2 separate regions of the Arachis hypogaea genome follow, and region 2 is linked to region 1. A link is a contact called in public Hi-C data. All regions are on one chromosome and are shown on one strand. Each heading gives the region's core, a stretch centred on a gene start, on an enhancer-like site or on the middle of the called end of the contact. The rest is flanking DNA. Distances are from core to core; before and after follow the strand shown.

Region 1 (3,762 bases), core at 732-3,231:
CCTTAAAATGGATAAGATATCCCTTACCAAATAATAATGACTTAATTAAAAGACTAAGTAAGGTTACTATATTCTCTAAATTTGATTTAAAATTCGGATACTACCAAATCTCAATAAAAAAAGAATCGATATAAAACAGCTTTTATATTATTCTTTGGACATTATGAATGAAATATAATGCCCCAAGAATTAAAAAATGCACCAAGTGAATTTCAAGAAATTATGAATAATATTTTTTAAGCATGTATAGATTTTACCATAATCTACTTAGACGATGTTCTTGTATACTTTAAAGGAATAAACTAGCATATTCAGCACCTAAAAAAATTTATTAATATTATAAAAGAAAATGGTCTTGTCCTATCTGAAAAGAAAATGAACATATTTATAACAAAAGTAAGGTTTTTAGGATATGAAAATTTTTAAGGAACAATTATTCCGATTAAGAGATCTGTTGAATTTGCAGAAAAATTTTCAAATAAAATTATTGACAAAAAATAATTACAAAGATTTTTAGGATGTCTTAATTATGTAGCCGAATTTTTACCAGGAATAAGAATTTTATGTGAACCTTTGTATAAAAGGCTAAGAAAACATCCTCCTCTTTGGACAGAAGACATGTCTAAAATAGTTCAAAAAATTAAATATTTAATAAAAAAAATTTCTTGTTTGAGTATACCAGACCCTAAAGCAAGTCTAATAGTAGAAACAGATGCTTCAGAATTAGGGTATGGAGGAATACTTAAACAAGTCTTTCCAAACTGCTCAAAAGAACAAATAGTTAAATATCATTCGGCTGTATGGAATTCAGCCTAGAAAAATTATGCTACCATTAAAAAAGAAATATTAGCCATTGTTTGATGTGTTTCATGTTTTCAGGAAGACTTGTTCAATAAAACCTTTTTAATCATAACTGATTGCAAAGCAGCTCCTAATATATTAAAGAATGATGTTAAAAATTTAGTTTCTAAACAAATATTTGCTAGATAGCAAGCTATATTATCATGTTTTGATTTTTCTATTGAGCATATTAAAAGAGAATCAAATGCATTACCTGATTTTCTAATAAGAGAATTTTTGCAAAGTAAAAAAAGGAAGATTATGGTTAACCTCTTGACCAATTAGCAACTTCAACACAAGCTAAATAATTATTTATTAAACCCTTGACGATGTCACATGTTATTAAAAGTTAAAAATCATCATAATCAACTAAAAACTTATATAAAGTCTCTACACTTAACAGATATACATTATTATAGCTATTACAGTGATGTTAAACACCATATTTTTCAATAAATTTTCTTACCTCCGTTTTAAAATTTAAAAAGTGAGAATACAATCAATCTATATTCATAATATCTGATTTTTTTACTGAAATTTTCACATTATTAATTTTTATGAATTATGTTGTTGGACTGTAGAACATACAACTCAATATGTGTCAAATTGTTAAAATACTATGCAGAAATAATAAAATTAGAAGTATTACATAATATATTTGTACTTTATGATTAAATATAATTTTAAATTAATAAAAATAATAAATAACATTTTGAAATAATTAAATTTATTTAAATATTAATAAAAATATCACTATTTTAATATTTAAAAATAAAAAATTAAAGTTATCTATTATTTTTTTAAAACATCAAAAAGTAAAAATTTAACATTTTCTATATGCAAATTAAAAAATAATTAGAAAAACAAGTTAATATTCTTAACATTTTCTTGTTATATTATTATTTATCATAAACAATATTATTTATTTAATTTCTAATTTTCTACTCTATTTCGTCAGAAACTCCACCCAAAACCACCGGGATTGCTCTTCACAGTTTCGGTCTTTCTGATATGAAAACTCTGCTGACGTGGCATAATACTCCAGGTCATCGATTTAATCTATTCTCTTTTTTTCCCTCCATATTCAGTGGGAGCAAAAAGCTAAACAGTTTTTGGTTTAAATAAATTCTCTTTTCCCTGCTTGCTGATTGCATTGCTCTACCAGAAGAAGGAATCTACAGTTACTTCTGGGCTAATTCACTAGAACACTATATTTTAGCGTGGATCATTCGTCGGATATAGAATATCTCTCTCTACAGAAGCAAAAAATCAAGTTTGGGTAAAGTATCTTCTCTTTTTTCTAATTCATCTGATTCTCTTTTCGTTACAACTAAGTCTCACTTTCTGCGATACCTGTTTGAACTATCGCAGCAAAGACCTCTGTGGCTGATGCAAACTAAACAAATAAAAAGTAAACTGCAACTTATTTGTTTATTTATTTATCTTTCACTTTTTATTTTTGGCGGAATCATATCGATTAGAATAACTGCGATTACGTAATTTGCATGATGGTTTTGGTGTCGGTTGTAAGTTTTAACAAATAAAATGCTTGACATTTCGGTGTTCCTTTGTTGAATTTTCGCCAAGTTGGTTAAAAGAGCAAAGGGACAGAGTTAAGACGCGTGAGCCTTTTTTTTTTATTTTTTCTGTTGGTTAGGAGGTAGTGGTTCGATTCAGTAAAGGAACTTTCTTCTTTCTCTTTTTGGTCTTTAGCTTAAGACACGAAGCAATGCACCAATCCTCGTTGCTGAAAAAGATAAAAGAAAAATTGTCTGTTGTGTTTATCAACTTCAACTAAATTGAACTATCTAAGCGCAAATACGAAGACTTCAGTGTCCGAAAGTCTTTTTCTTCCGCTAAGTTATTTTCTTTTTCGAAGTATGCATCCATCCTCTCCTTATTAGAATTATTTAGAGTTGGACACTTTTAGACTTAAACGTTAAGTTTTTCATGAACTTATTTCTTTTTTAATTAATTTGAACAGTTGTACTTTTGGCCTAAAAGGTTGATAGGAAATATTGATTTCGATTATTGATACATGTTATCTTGTGTGATGAAATTACTCAGGTGTAAAACATTGATGGCTTACAAGAATAACATTGGAGGAATGAAGGATTTTGCCATTCCGGATTACATACTCGTCCCCGGAGCAAAGATTCGCAATGATTATTACATACCAGAATGCCCTTTGATAGTTTTCATAAACTCCAAAAGTGGTGGTCAGCTTGGTGGCGAGCTTCTTACTACCTATAATTCCCTCCTCAACAAAAATCAGGTAGGTACATTTATTTTGTGGTTGCCGCGGGTTGCAATGTATTTGAAATTGTTGACTTAAATTTGACATGCTGTTTGAGCTACAACTTTTCACATTATCTTTGGTTATATTGATATTGATTTAGGTGATTCTGTATTTTTCAAGGTTTTTGATTTGGGATCAAATGCTCCCGATATGGTGCTGCATCGGATTTATTCCAAGTTAGAAAAGTTAAAGCACAATGGAGATACTTTTGCTGCTGAAATTCAAAAAAGATTGAGAATAATTGTACGTTGATGAATGTACTTTCTATTTTTAGCATGCTCTAGTAATCTTTGTATCTAATAACATTCAATTACTCCTTATCTCTAACGTATTCATAGCAATCAGGTTGCAGGTGGAGATGGTACGGCGAGCTGGATTATGGGAGTTGTCGCCGATCTTAAGTTGCATCGGCCACCACCAGTTGCAACAGTGCCATTGGGAACCGGAAACAATATCCCCTTTTCATTTGGATGGGTAATTTCCTATTTTCTCAATCTGCTAAAATCTACTAATTTGGTGATAACTCGATGGATTTTTCTGATGGCCTTTGTTTTTAATTTTTCCTCATCTGTATATGAAATCATAGAGCATTTTGTTACCTTACTATGAAGACTTGGATCAAT
Region 2 (3,762 bases), core at 456-2,955, 66 kb after region 1:
TTTTTGTTTTGAATCACAAAAATATTTAACAAAAAAATTCTAAAGATGTTTAATAGAAAATTAAAAAAAAATTGAAAAAATAAAAAAAATTAAAAATTAAAAAAAATAGAAAATTAAAAATAAAATATTATGTGGTGTTATCTCTTTATCTTTGGCGAAGGAGTTGCTTAGCTGCTGGCTATTACTATTTGATGAAAGGCTTTAACACGAAACAGGATCTGTCGCAACTAAATAGATTACTAAGAAAGAAATCATGTCAGAAATGAAAGAGCAGGTGAAAAAAAAGAAGGCTGAACAAAACACCAAGGTGAAAAAAAGAATATTATGATTGTTTTTTTCTTTCTAATCTTGACGCACAAATGTATGTAGAAAGGAATATAGAGATTTATTATTCCTATAAGGCAAATAAAAAATGAATGATTTGAGTAGCAAAAGATTTTTTTGAACTTAGAATAGCAAAAATTGATTTATTTTCTTTCTATTATTGCTATTTGTTATTTTTTTATTTATTGCTTTTGACTTTATTATAAATATCTAATTTCTCCCTAAATAATTTTGATAAAAATTATACCTGTAATATTTTAGAAGAAAAAGAACTAGTAAATATAATTTTTTTTTATAGAAAATACAGAATTATAATTATAAGAAATTAAATTTCGACCTTGTTGGTAAAATTTGTCTAAAACAATTTCAAATAGAACTAGAAGTGTATATTTACAAATATATACCATTAGTTAATAAAAGAAATATGGTAGGATAAAATATTAATCCGAAGTTTAAAAGATGTAAAATATTGAACTACATTTATTTAAAAGAAATCTAAAACGTTGAACAAATGATTGAGTAATAGGATGGTGGACATAAACACACATATACACAGCCAATTTCTCATACTCCACAGTGAAAATTAGCCAAATAAATCTGACATGATGAGCATAATAATAGTATATCTCACGTTCTCAGAAGTCATAATCTTCCTGATTAGGCTTTGGAGAGGTTAACAATGCTGTATAGAGCCTAAGCCTGTCTTCTCCCATAGAAGAGGAACGTAACACAGGCCTCCTTGGCATTATAAAGGACAAGGAAGTCAAAGTCAACCGATGCTTGTACCTCCTCCACGCCAATTGAATCGCCACGGCAGCCCATGTTCGCCATCCTGGCGAATAATACCTGGCACTTCTTTTCACTTTTTCCTTCACAAAAGTATATCTAAAATGCTGTGTAACATATTTCACATCCTCGGCTTCTAGGCCGAATGCCTCGGTGGTTTCGAGTGTTACAAGAGTGGACGAAGACGGCGGAAGGCGCTCGATGAAGGGCCGCCTTAAACACCAGGAAAGGAGCTCGTCTCCGCTGAAGTTTCCGGGACCTAACATGCAACAACTTTCCACACCATCTCTTAGAAGTTGGCTGCTTTGAAGGTGACCCCTTACTACAAATAGCATTCTTTGGACTGGGTCTCCCTCTTTGGCTATCTGCACCATCATAAATAATAATTAATATAAAATTTAGCACAATAATGCTACATTGTTGTAGAGCTTACTGTTTCTCCCTTTGTGAATATGAGAGACTTCACGCGGTCACAAATGTTCTCTAGGACAAGTTCATCCATGTGCTGAAATAGTGGCACCTAAACCGAAGTATTGAGCAAGTGTTAGTAGTGTCGTTTCACGAACATAGATATTGTTGGGCCACTAACATGTTTTTATTTGATGGCCCAGATAATAGGTTTATCGTTTATCAAATTTGGTCTCTGTGTCCAAAGGCGAGGGGAGAAAAGTGAGAGAGAAAAAACAAGTCTAAAAAAATTGAGATATTTTTGGTGTATATCTCTTGTATATTTTTTTGTTTTTAATAATAGAAGTGATTCATAAAAAATGAGAGGAGATAAAAATTTTAGTTTTTATGCCATAACAAAAATATAAAAAAGAAAAGTGTATATAAAAAATAGCATAGCGGATCCCGCTAGGAAGACAATGGACTATTTGTACAATGTGTATAATCAGGGACGGATCCAGAAATGATATTATGGGGGGGCCAATAACACATATAATATTAAAAATTATGTAAAAAAAATTATATAATATAAGATGTATTATAAAAATATATTGACAGAGAATATATTTTAAAGTAAAAAAAAATATGTGTATACTTTTTACTAACAAAATGGTCGATTCTTCATATCATAAAATTCACCGATAATGGAATTTTTGTAAAATTTTTCAGTAATTTTCTTTTCAATATAATTAAAAAAAATTATCAAAAAATTCATCTTTTATTTTATTTCTAAGTTATTTTTCACAATATTCATAGTTGAAAAAGATCTATTAATTGTAGCAGTTGAAACAGAGAGAATTAATACCAAATGAATAAAAGAAGACTGCTACAAGAAGAAAAAGAATTCACTTTATGATATTTGAAATTTTTTATTTAATTAAAAAATATTAGTAATAATATCTTTTTCAGATTTCTTTAATATTGTTACTTACTTTTTAGATATTAAAAATTATTAATATTAAAATTAGACTGGATTTTTATTTATACCGGACTAAATACTAAATATTTTTTTAAAAAAAATTATTATACATAATAACTTATTACTCTTAAAAAAAGTTGGGGGGCCGAGACCGCCACTCGTCCCCCCTTATGTCCGTCCTTGTGTATAATGGCTATTGAATTGTGAAATGAACATCTCCTACACTATTTAGAATAACCATCCGAGTACAAGGGATAATAAACATCTTTAATACCATATCATGATACCACTCATCCCAAAAACTTCAGCTGATGGAAAAATGTAACACTAATAATTATATCTCTAATACTCTATAAACCTCCATTGTACACATTGTATAAATATTTCATTAGCTCATCGTACTTTCCCATAGCAAAAATATTTTTTTAAATTAAATAATAACTCAATAGTCAATAGTAACGGGGAAATGATTATTTCTTCTAATTGAAAATAGATATCTTCAATAGGAAATTCGTATTATGATTACCGAAGTCTAATACCTACCTTATCCTCTGTTGATTATAAATTCGTTTATTGAGAAAATCTACTCTTCAACCTAATTAATATTATTAATGATCCATTAATTATAAAATCATACATACATGTCACGGTAAAAAGTTCTAACTAGAATGAGTTTTAATTTTAAAGTAAAAAATGAATAAAAAATCATTTGACGCGTAAGTCAAGTCTCTTTTACTCTTTAAATTCTTTTTTTTTTTTTGATATCTTTCCAACTCGAAATTAAACATGCATTTTCTTTTTTATTTTCTTTTTTTTGTCTGGTATGTTTAAATATTTAGAAAAATTTTTAAGTGTTTCAAGAATATTAGTATTTGAATCATTTTAGACGTTAAGTGGATCTCAAATATAATAACGATCAATGACCAAATCATTGTACTTTATTGTTATATATATGTTATCCTGAGATTAGGAGGAAGAGTTTTTACCTGCTTGACCAAATCCAAACAAAGATGATACTTGATGTCTCTTCTTAGCCCTTCAGGCAAATTGCTGGTCATCTCACACTCATCAACGCCACGCATGGCGGCCCAACGATGCCGTTCATACGTTCGCACTCTCTGCCGTAACCCGGGCGGCAGCCGCCTCTTCCTCATCCACCATTCAATGTTCCTCATCTTCAGTTGCATTGCTTGCTTCTTTGATGTTGTTGCATGCAAAAACACCTGCTCCGTACATGCACATATATAGTTCCATATCATATTAACATTAATATAACTAAGTCTAGT

Evidence for each region. A called contact is a pair of places that touch in the nucleus more often than the background predicts.
Region 2: a Hi-C map of leaf shows a contact between it and region 1, with 2.6 times the contacts expected there. The contact joins the enhancer-like site here to the promoter of LOC112790002 in region 1. A contact is called at or near these places in 2 of 8 Hi-C or Micro-C datasets (leaf and an unstated tissue).

Annotation. Positions count from the first base shown.
Region 1 is chr3:27,411,656-27,415,417 of arahy.Tifrunner.gnm2.J5K5, forward strand. It overlaps LOC112790002 (diacylglycerol kinase 1), which reads left to right and starts at 1,982. Exons shown (of 13, transcript XM_025832208.2): 1 at 1,982-2,119; 2 at 2,908-3,115; 3 at 3,260-3,382; 4 at 3,485-3,613. The coding sequence starts at 2,921.
Region 2 is chr3:27,477,861-27,481,622 of arahy.Tifrunner.gnm2.J5K5, forward strand. LOC112790004 (cyclic nucleotide-gated ion channel 4) reads right to left here. Exons shown (of 7, transcript XM_025832210.3): 5 at 3,463-3,699; 6 at 1,544-1,630; 7 at 776-1,475. The coding sequence ends at 960. Among protein-coding and RNA genes, the nearest start is that of LOC112793823, 8.8 kb to the left of the region's middle. Within about 2 kb of position 1,706, at least 2 of the 3 cell types and tissues checked have open chromatin away from gene starts, as enhancers often do.